Regions from separate parts of the Urocitellus parryii genome. Here region 1 is linked to region 2. Evidence: chromatin contacts called from public Hi-C data. All regions are on one chromosome and are shown on one strand. The core of a region is the stretch at or near the end of the contact, and the rest is flanking DNA. Distances in the headings are between cores, read along the strand shown. Region 1 holds the start of Arf5 (ARF GTPase 5). Region 2 holds the start of Znf800 (zinc finger protein 800).

Region 1 (4,058 bases), core at 711-3,210, 180 kb before region 2:
GAAAATTCATGAAAAAAATTCTGTCCTATGCCAACAGAGAGATAGACACAACATGTTATATCTACAAAGAAAAAAAAAATCACAATTCTGGCCTCTGTTACTTGGGAATTCCCAGACTTCCATACCACCACAGAGTTTGTTCTGTCCCCAAACCTAGGGCTCAGTTCCTAGGATTCTGGGTACCTACCATCTTCTGGAGTTCATCAGCAGACTCCTGGACTCGCTCCCGGTCATTACTGTCCACCACAAAGATGAGGCCCTGGGTGAGAAGGAAGAAAGGAAGGAGAAGCAATCACTCCCTCCTGGGTCACACTGTGTAATCTGGCCCTTTCTCTCTTCTCCCATCTTTAGTTACATCAGCTCTTCTCATCTGGTAAACTTCCACTAAGACTTTGCATAAGTCCTGCCACAAACTAGAGAAACCCCTGTGAAGGATACAGCATCCAATCTCAGAGGAGAAAGTCTATCTAAAAGATGAGCAAGGATCAGGGAAAGATACTAAGGAGCTAAATCAAGCAGTGTGGTCTCTAAGGTAGCTAAGCCTAAGAACAAGACTAAGGTGAGTTCTGAAGGATGAGCAGAGTCTAATCTAGCAAAGTGGGTGGCAGTGGGTCTTCCTGTCTTATGGACCCTGCCTATAGCCAAAAGCTCAGTTCACCTAGTCCTAATAGTTTTTCCTTTTTTAGGGTTGGGGAGTTCCCCCCCATACTCCACCTGAGTGTTCTGGAAGTAGTGCCGCCACAGAGGCCGAATCTTGTCCTGGCCTCCCACATCCCAGACTGTGAAACAGATGTTCTTATATTCCACTGTTTCCACGTTGAAGCCTGCAGATAATGGGGGTGGGGTGAAGTGGGTGAGAAAAAGTCCTGAAAGGAAGGAATTCACTAAAAACTACTCAGATCTCAACAGGGTTACAAAACCAGAAGGCAATGATCAAGGCCAAGGGAAACAGCACCCAAGAGGACTGGCTGTCAACAGATGAGGCGGGGCTAGGCCACATCCATCCTGCCTCCCTCACCATCCGGCAATGTAGAGATATGGTGACCCACTTCTCAAGTAGCAATATCTGGTGTCATGGTCAGCTCCAGATAAGGGCCTCAGCAGACCCGGAGAAGGCCCGCCGCAGCGCTCCCAGATCCTCCCTGCCTCACCCTGGGGCTCACCTATGGTGGGGATGGTGGTGACAATCTCCCCCAACTTCAGTTTGTACAGGATCGTAGTCTTGCCAGCTGCATCCAAGCCAACTGCAACAGAGAGGGGCACAGAGATGGAGACGGGAGCGAGGGAGCCCCCTAGAGACGAGGGAAAGGTAGAAGCCCGGACAGCTGATGGTGATGGGGGCGGAGAGCGGGAGCGCCTCCAGGTGCGCGCTGTTCTCTACCTTCGGGGCCTTCAGGGCAATCTGGGTGGCTTGCACCAACTGCTGCCCACAGAGTGGGCTAGGGACGGGACAGGACTGGGAGGTGAGGGACATGGGAGGAAGGCCGAGCTCCTTTAAAAAGTCATTTCCAAGGGCGGAATCCTCCCTTTTAGCAGCCGGGCTGGGGCGGAGGAAGCTTCACCCCACCCAGGCCCGCAGCTCCGGGTTTCAGGCCCCGAAGGCGGCGCTGCGGACCCGGACCGCTTCAAAGCAGAGGCCTCGGAGGGTTAGGAGGTGGGTGACTCGAGGTCAGAGAGCCAGGTGAGCCGGGCTGGAAGGGACGCGGGGGCGAGAGGGCTGCGCCGAGGCCGGCGCCCAGGTTCGGGCCGCGCACTCGATCTGCCTCACCCATGAGGATCCGCATCTGCTTCTTCCCGAAGATCCGCGAAAAGAGCGCGGACACGGTGAGGCCCATGGCGGGGCCCGGGGGCGGGGGCGCGGGCGCGGACGCGGGGTACGGGCTGGAACCTGCCGGCCGCGGGGGGATGGGGCGCAGCAGCAGCAGGAAGAGGCGCCGCCGCCTCCGCGCGTCCCGGCCCGGTGGACGTCACGCGGCTCCGCCCCCTCCGGGCCCGCCTCAGCCCCGCCCCCAGACCCGGACGCCGGGCGGAACAGAAGCTGTACTAGAGTCCGCGGCCTGACCTAGTCGCCCCTTGTTTCTGTCAGGGCTGTAGTTGTCCGATCCGCAGCTCCTGGGGAGCTGAGTAAAGGCTCACAGCGGACCCCACCCCTATATTTGGTGGCTGGCCGCTGGGCTTGGAATTGTTGCGTCCAGACCACTCTGTGCTCTGGTTAAGTTTTGGGGAACTAGTAGCACTGACTGTTTGCACCCCCTTTTTTAGGAGGTTTGAAAGCTGTGTGCAGGGATCTTAGTATTCTCCTGCCCTTTGGGCTCCGGCTGAGTGTTCTGTGTGCCTTAGGTGCCTCCACGACTTGTGCCTGGGGGCTAGCTTTCATGGTTCCTTAAACCACCTAGTTCATAGATCCTCAGTCTACAGGACCAGTGGAAGCCAGCCTTGGACAGAGTGATTGCAGACCCACTACTGGAGAACTCCACCTTGCCTTCATCTCCCTGTGAACACTTCCTTTTCATCTGGGGCCAGGAAGCCTTTCTGAATCTTTGCCAGACTTGGGGACCTGTATTATTATTGATATCTATCCAGGATTTTTTGAGGATCTTGTTTCCCTAGTCGTAAAGAACTTCATATGTAATGTTATTTTAACATCTAAGCATGGTAATTTACATTTATGTGCTTCACCAGTAATTGTTGGGTTGAACTGGATTATTAGGTTGTTCAGTAGAGCAAGGGCATGCTTTATGCCTATTCTGGATTCCCAGGATCAATCGCTCATGAACTAGAGGTGAGCTGACCTGGGAGTCTGAAAACTCTTCACTTATTCAACAAATATTTACTAATTGCCCACTATATGCCGGCACTATTTCAGGCCTTAGGTCAAATATCAAGTCTGCTATATTTTTGAGGATTTGCATTCAATGATCTATCCCCACAACTTTTGTCATTTTCTCATTTGTAAAAAGAGACATATATGTCCTAACTTAAGGGGTTATGGTGAAGATTAAAAAGAGGAAATGATGCCACTGAATGTTTTGTATTACACCGATGGATGTTATCAAGGCTACTAAAAACCTGGGTCTAAACAGACCTCCAGGGCCTGCCCCATCCTTATAAGGAACCAGATGTGTGACTGCATAATTTTCTTTCACTCTTCAGTCATAGTCTTGAATTCTGAAGAAGGCTTTTATAAAAGTCAAAGTATACATTTCAAAGATTCCCAATCTAAGAGTTAGCAGCCAACAAATCAGGTCAATTTTACATCCTAAGCTCTATCAACCTCTTTTTCCATTCCTGTTGTCACTACCCTATTTTACTACCATCATTTTCCATGATTGAAAAAGCATCCTCACAGGTCTCCTGCCCCTACAATGTCATACAAGTCTGGTGATGTCCACCTCTTGAGAGTCAAAATCCTTTAATGCCTTACCCAGGATAAAATCTAAATGCCTTAAGTTGAGTGGCAGCTCTATTGTCACCTCCTTCCCATACCCTAAGCTACTTCCTTGAGAAGATTCTTAATGCTTCCTGGGTGAGTCAGGTTCTCTTATAGCCCAGAATTCCTTGCAGTCTTTTCTACCCGCCTAGAATGCTGCTTTCCCTCATCTCTAATTAGATGGGCAATAATTATTCATCCTTCAAATCCCCAAATATTTTCCCTGAGACCATTTGTGCCTCCCCTAGATAAACCTTCCCCCTCTTTGAATATAGCCATACATACTATATGATAGCAGGACCTACTTATTTGCATGTCTGGACCCTCACTAGATTGTGAGCTCCTTGAGGGCAAGGGCATATGATGTTGTCACCTGGCATAAAACTTAGTATGATGAGAGTCAGTCAGACAGGATTTCTAAACTTACTTGTTGTGTGACCTTGGGCATGTTACTTATCTTCTGTGTGCGTTAAATTTCCTTACTAGTGCTAATTGTTATTTTTGTGAAGATTAAACAGCAAAACTCTTATGAGGCTTCTGGACATGTAGCTGGCATTCAGGATGGATCCTTATAGGTACAGAGTGTCCTCTATAAATATTTGTTGAATCAACTCAGCAAAACTAAGTA
Region 2 (3,704 bases), core at 900-3,399:
ACTTTCAGCACATCAATATATTCTCTGGGTCTGTTTTCTCAGCTTTAAAATGAGGGTTACTTGATAAGTTCCATGATTTGTTTTCATCTTTTAAATTCTTTGAATCAGTGTTTAATATTTGTTTCACCCACAGGCACATTTCAATCTTGTCTCTAATTTTTAAGAGATTGTCCGAAAGTTATGTTAGCAAGCAATTCTGAGGACTTCTAGTAATGACCACTTTGAACTTTAATGTTATGTATGACACAGCATATATTTACATTAGGAAAAAAAACCTCCAAATCCAGTCAGCAAACATTTATAACTCTTACATATCTGACATAAAGTCTTTTCAGGTTTATGGGAATATTCATTTTCCAAGTCCAAACTCCCATAAATTAGAAAATATTCATTTTCTAATCTGTAACAATATCCTTTTGCAAAAGTAGGAAAAGATCTTCTGGAAATGATTATATGCCTCCACTTTTACCATTCAAATACTTCAAATATTAGTTTTGTTTCATTTCAGTTTTTATGGCATAGTGTCACTCATAATGTATATTTAGTTTTGTTCTTATGGTTGTGCTTTATTATTATTCTATACCATTTCACAGTACAGCCTAATTGACTTTTAACTTTTTTTTTTGCTCAAGGTTTTTTAATGTTTAATTAGAAATTTTGTAAAGTATACAAAAGCATAAAGAAAATAAGTCACATGTAATTCCACTGTTAAGGTGTCACATTTCAAAAAAATACTCATTTTTATAGCTAAGCATATTCTATTCAACTATTAGACAAAATGTTATAATGGCTGCATAAGACCATCACATAGAAATGACATAATTTATTGCAAATCACTTTATAATCTGTGACAGGTAATGGGTGATGCCTCTTGACCACGGGACAGATAAATATAGCATAAACACTACTTATGTGGCTGGTTAGTGTGTATCTAGATTATTTTTCTACTCCTTTCTGGTACCCCCATAATCAAACTGCTACAATTCTGAAAGAATTAAATGTTCCACCCGACATTTTTACAGCAGCAAATTCATCAATTTACAAGCTTTCTTTTGTATTTTGAAAACGTATTTTGGTATTTTTTTCCTTTCTTTTTCTTCCCAGACACACAGAGCCTGTATACTAAACTTTACTTTTTCAGGCTCCTGAAAACTGGCAGCTTAAGTTAGATAACTGCGAAGGTTTTAGTGATATTGGTAAGGGGGGTGATAAACTAGGCAGACGCTCTTTTTTCTCCTTAAAGTTTCCCGACAGTGGACACATATTTGCTCTAAGTTATCAAAGGCAAAAGTTTCCTTCTCAGAGTTGGGGAGGAGGCAGAGGGGCTTCCTTAGCTCCCCTGAAGCAGCCTTGGGTTTGCAGATTTGACAGACGATGGCGATCTTCGGAGATTTTCTGAGCAGGATTTGGGCACCACTGAAGAGGAGGGAAAGTGAGTACTACCCACGTGACCCAACTTCACTTTGTGATTTTAACAACAGAGCGCTCCAGGAATAAATACCGATCTACTGCTGATAGAGTTTTTCTCCCCTGATAACCTGATGAAGATCCCCTCCCTCCCAAGTTCCAGGACGCAGAGTTTCAAAACTGTTGGCTAGAGAAAAAAAACGCAAAGTTCTATTTTTGCCATTTATAGACGCACGAATAGCCTTTTTGGATCATCACCATCCACAGCTCACATTATCTGCCAACCCCTTTCCTAAAGTTTTCTTGTAGTGTTTTCCCAACCCTCTCGGGGTCGGTTCCTCTTAAAGAAGCTCGGCTAAAGCAACAGTTTGGCACAGCAGCCCAAACCCCAGCGCGGCGCGAACTGGCACCGCGGGCCTCACACCTCCCGGTGCGCGCAAAGCGGGACTTCGGCTCTGGGTCCGCCGGCGGGATGATGCGTACGCGCGCGCGCGCGCGCGCGCGAGATGCCAGGGCCGGACATCCCGGCCGCTGCCCCAGCGCCACCCGCACGGCCTCCTCCCGGCAGCCCGGTCCGGGCAGGAGGCGCGACACCTCCCCACAGGCGGGGGCGCCGACCGGGCGCATGCGCGCGGCGCTGCCGGGCGTGCCGGCCACACTCCCCCCACCCACTCCGTGAGCTTGTCACTTCCTGCCCTCGCCCCATCTCCGTCCGGGGTCAGTCAGTCGCTCTCCGTCGCTGCCGGAGAGTCTCTGCTTCCCCCTCCAGCCCGCTCCGCGGCGGTAGTTCGGACTCTCCGGGGAGGGGGAGACAGAGAAAAAGAGGGACTAACTTAATAAAGTTTCCTGAAACAACTGCTACCAGAAAGGCCCAAGGTGGGGGTAACCCCCGTCCTTCCCCGCCCCTCTCCAAAAGCCTGAGGGACCGTTGCAGGTGGAGCGGCGCTGAGGGGAGCCGGGCTGCGGCGGCAGCCGTTGCCCTGGCAAGGGGCGCTTCGGATCTTGCCCACTCGGGTTCCGGCTCCTTCGGTGGTGGCCGCGGCGCTGCTGCCAGGCGGTTCCTCCTGTCAACTGCCCGCGCCCGCGCGCCGCCAGTCCTTCGGCCCCACAGCGCGGAGGGACGCCGTGAGCCGCCGCCGCCTCCTCGGCCAGCGGAGGGACGTGGTGAGCTGTGGCGCTTCCGCGTCAGCGCCGGCGGGGACTCTTTGGGAGCGCGTCGGCCCGAACCCCGCTTCCCCTTGGCGTGGTCCGCGGCGACTGCTCCAGGTGGGGCCCGCAGCCGCCTCCCCGCCAGGCTGTCCCCGCAGCCGCCCGGCCTCCCTACCTTCTTTCCGCCTGGCCGCCGGCCCGCCCCAGGAGTTAAGTAAGTTGGGCGCACTTGGTTTGGGCACCGGGGCTGCGCCAGGGAGACCCCAATGCACGTGCGTGGCGGGAGGGGGCGGCGTGGACCGGCCTTCGGCGGGAGTCGTACCTTGGCAGCCTAGGAGCCCGGCAGCCTAGGAGCCCGGCAAGGTCCGCCGCGCCCCGCGCCACCCTCTCCGCGCGCGCCCGCCCGCCTGCCTAGGACTGCGAGGCCGCTGCCGCCCGCGCAGCCGGCCAGGCCTTCTCCTTGCGCCGCGCTGCGCGCGCGAGGCTGCGTTTCCGGGTAGGGTGATGAACCTGTGCCGATACTTCGGGCTGGAAACTAGTTCGTTTGTCGGTCCGCTTCCTTTTCGAGAAGAAGGTGTGGGTCATTGGAGGGCAAGCTGTGATGGGAACATATCTGGAAGTGCAGTCAGAGCCCCCAGGAAGTTCAGAGTGAGTGACGGGTTTGTGTCTCTTTCTACAGCCCAGCCGCAATGAAGAGCTTCTTGCAGTGAAAGGAAAGTAGGTCGCACCCACCGAAAATGCCTTTGAGGGACAAATACTGTCAAACTGACCACCATCATCACGGATGCTGTGAACCAGGTATGTCCCTTTTTTTCCCCCAATGACTTTGACCTCCATCAGAGTCACTTTGCCTTTTGGTTCCTTCTGGTTTTCTTTGCCTATTGCCCAAGAAATCATTCTTAAGTAAAATAGGCTATAAGTTTCCCCAGCAAAAAAAAAAAAAAAAAAAAAAAAAAAAAAAGTTATGAAGCTAAAAGCTTGTACAAACAAGAGGTCACCCCTGCTTGATCTCTTAAAGAAAGTACTGCAAGTGTCACCTTCAATCATTTCCACAAGATCAATCACTCAGTTCTTTTTCTGCTCTTTGAAGGCAGTCTGCAGTCAGCAGAGTACCCCTGTGCTCTGAGTGTTTAAAACTGAAGAGATAG

Evidence for each region. A called contact is a pair of places that touch in the nucleus more often than the background predicts.
Region 1: a Hi-C map of muscle shows a contact between it and region 2, with 4 times the contacts expected there. The contact joins the promoter of Arf5 here to the promoter of Znf800 in region 2. A contact is called at or near these places in 2 of 2 Hi-C or Micro-C datasets (liver and muscle).

What each region holds. Positions count from the first base shown.
Region 1 is chr3:51,545,296-51,549,353 of mUroPar1.hap1, reverse strand. It overlaps Arf5 (ARF GTPase 5), which reads right to left and starts at 1,960. Exons shown (of 6, transcript XM_026411669.2): 1 at 1,769-1,960; 2 at 1,164-1,244; 3 at 715-824; 4 at 188-259. The coding sequence starts at 1,835.
Region 2 is chr3:51,363,876-51,367,579 of mUroPar1.hap1, reverse strand. Znf800 (zinc finger protein 800) reads left to right here and starts at 2,149. Exons shown (of 6, transcript XM_077796711.1): 1 at 2,149-2,770; 2 at 3,236-3,354. The coding sequence starts at 3,294.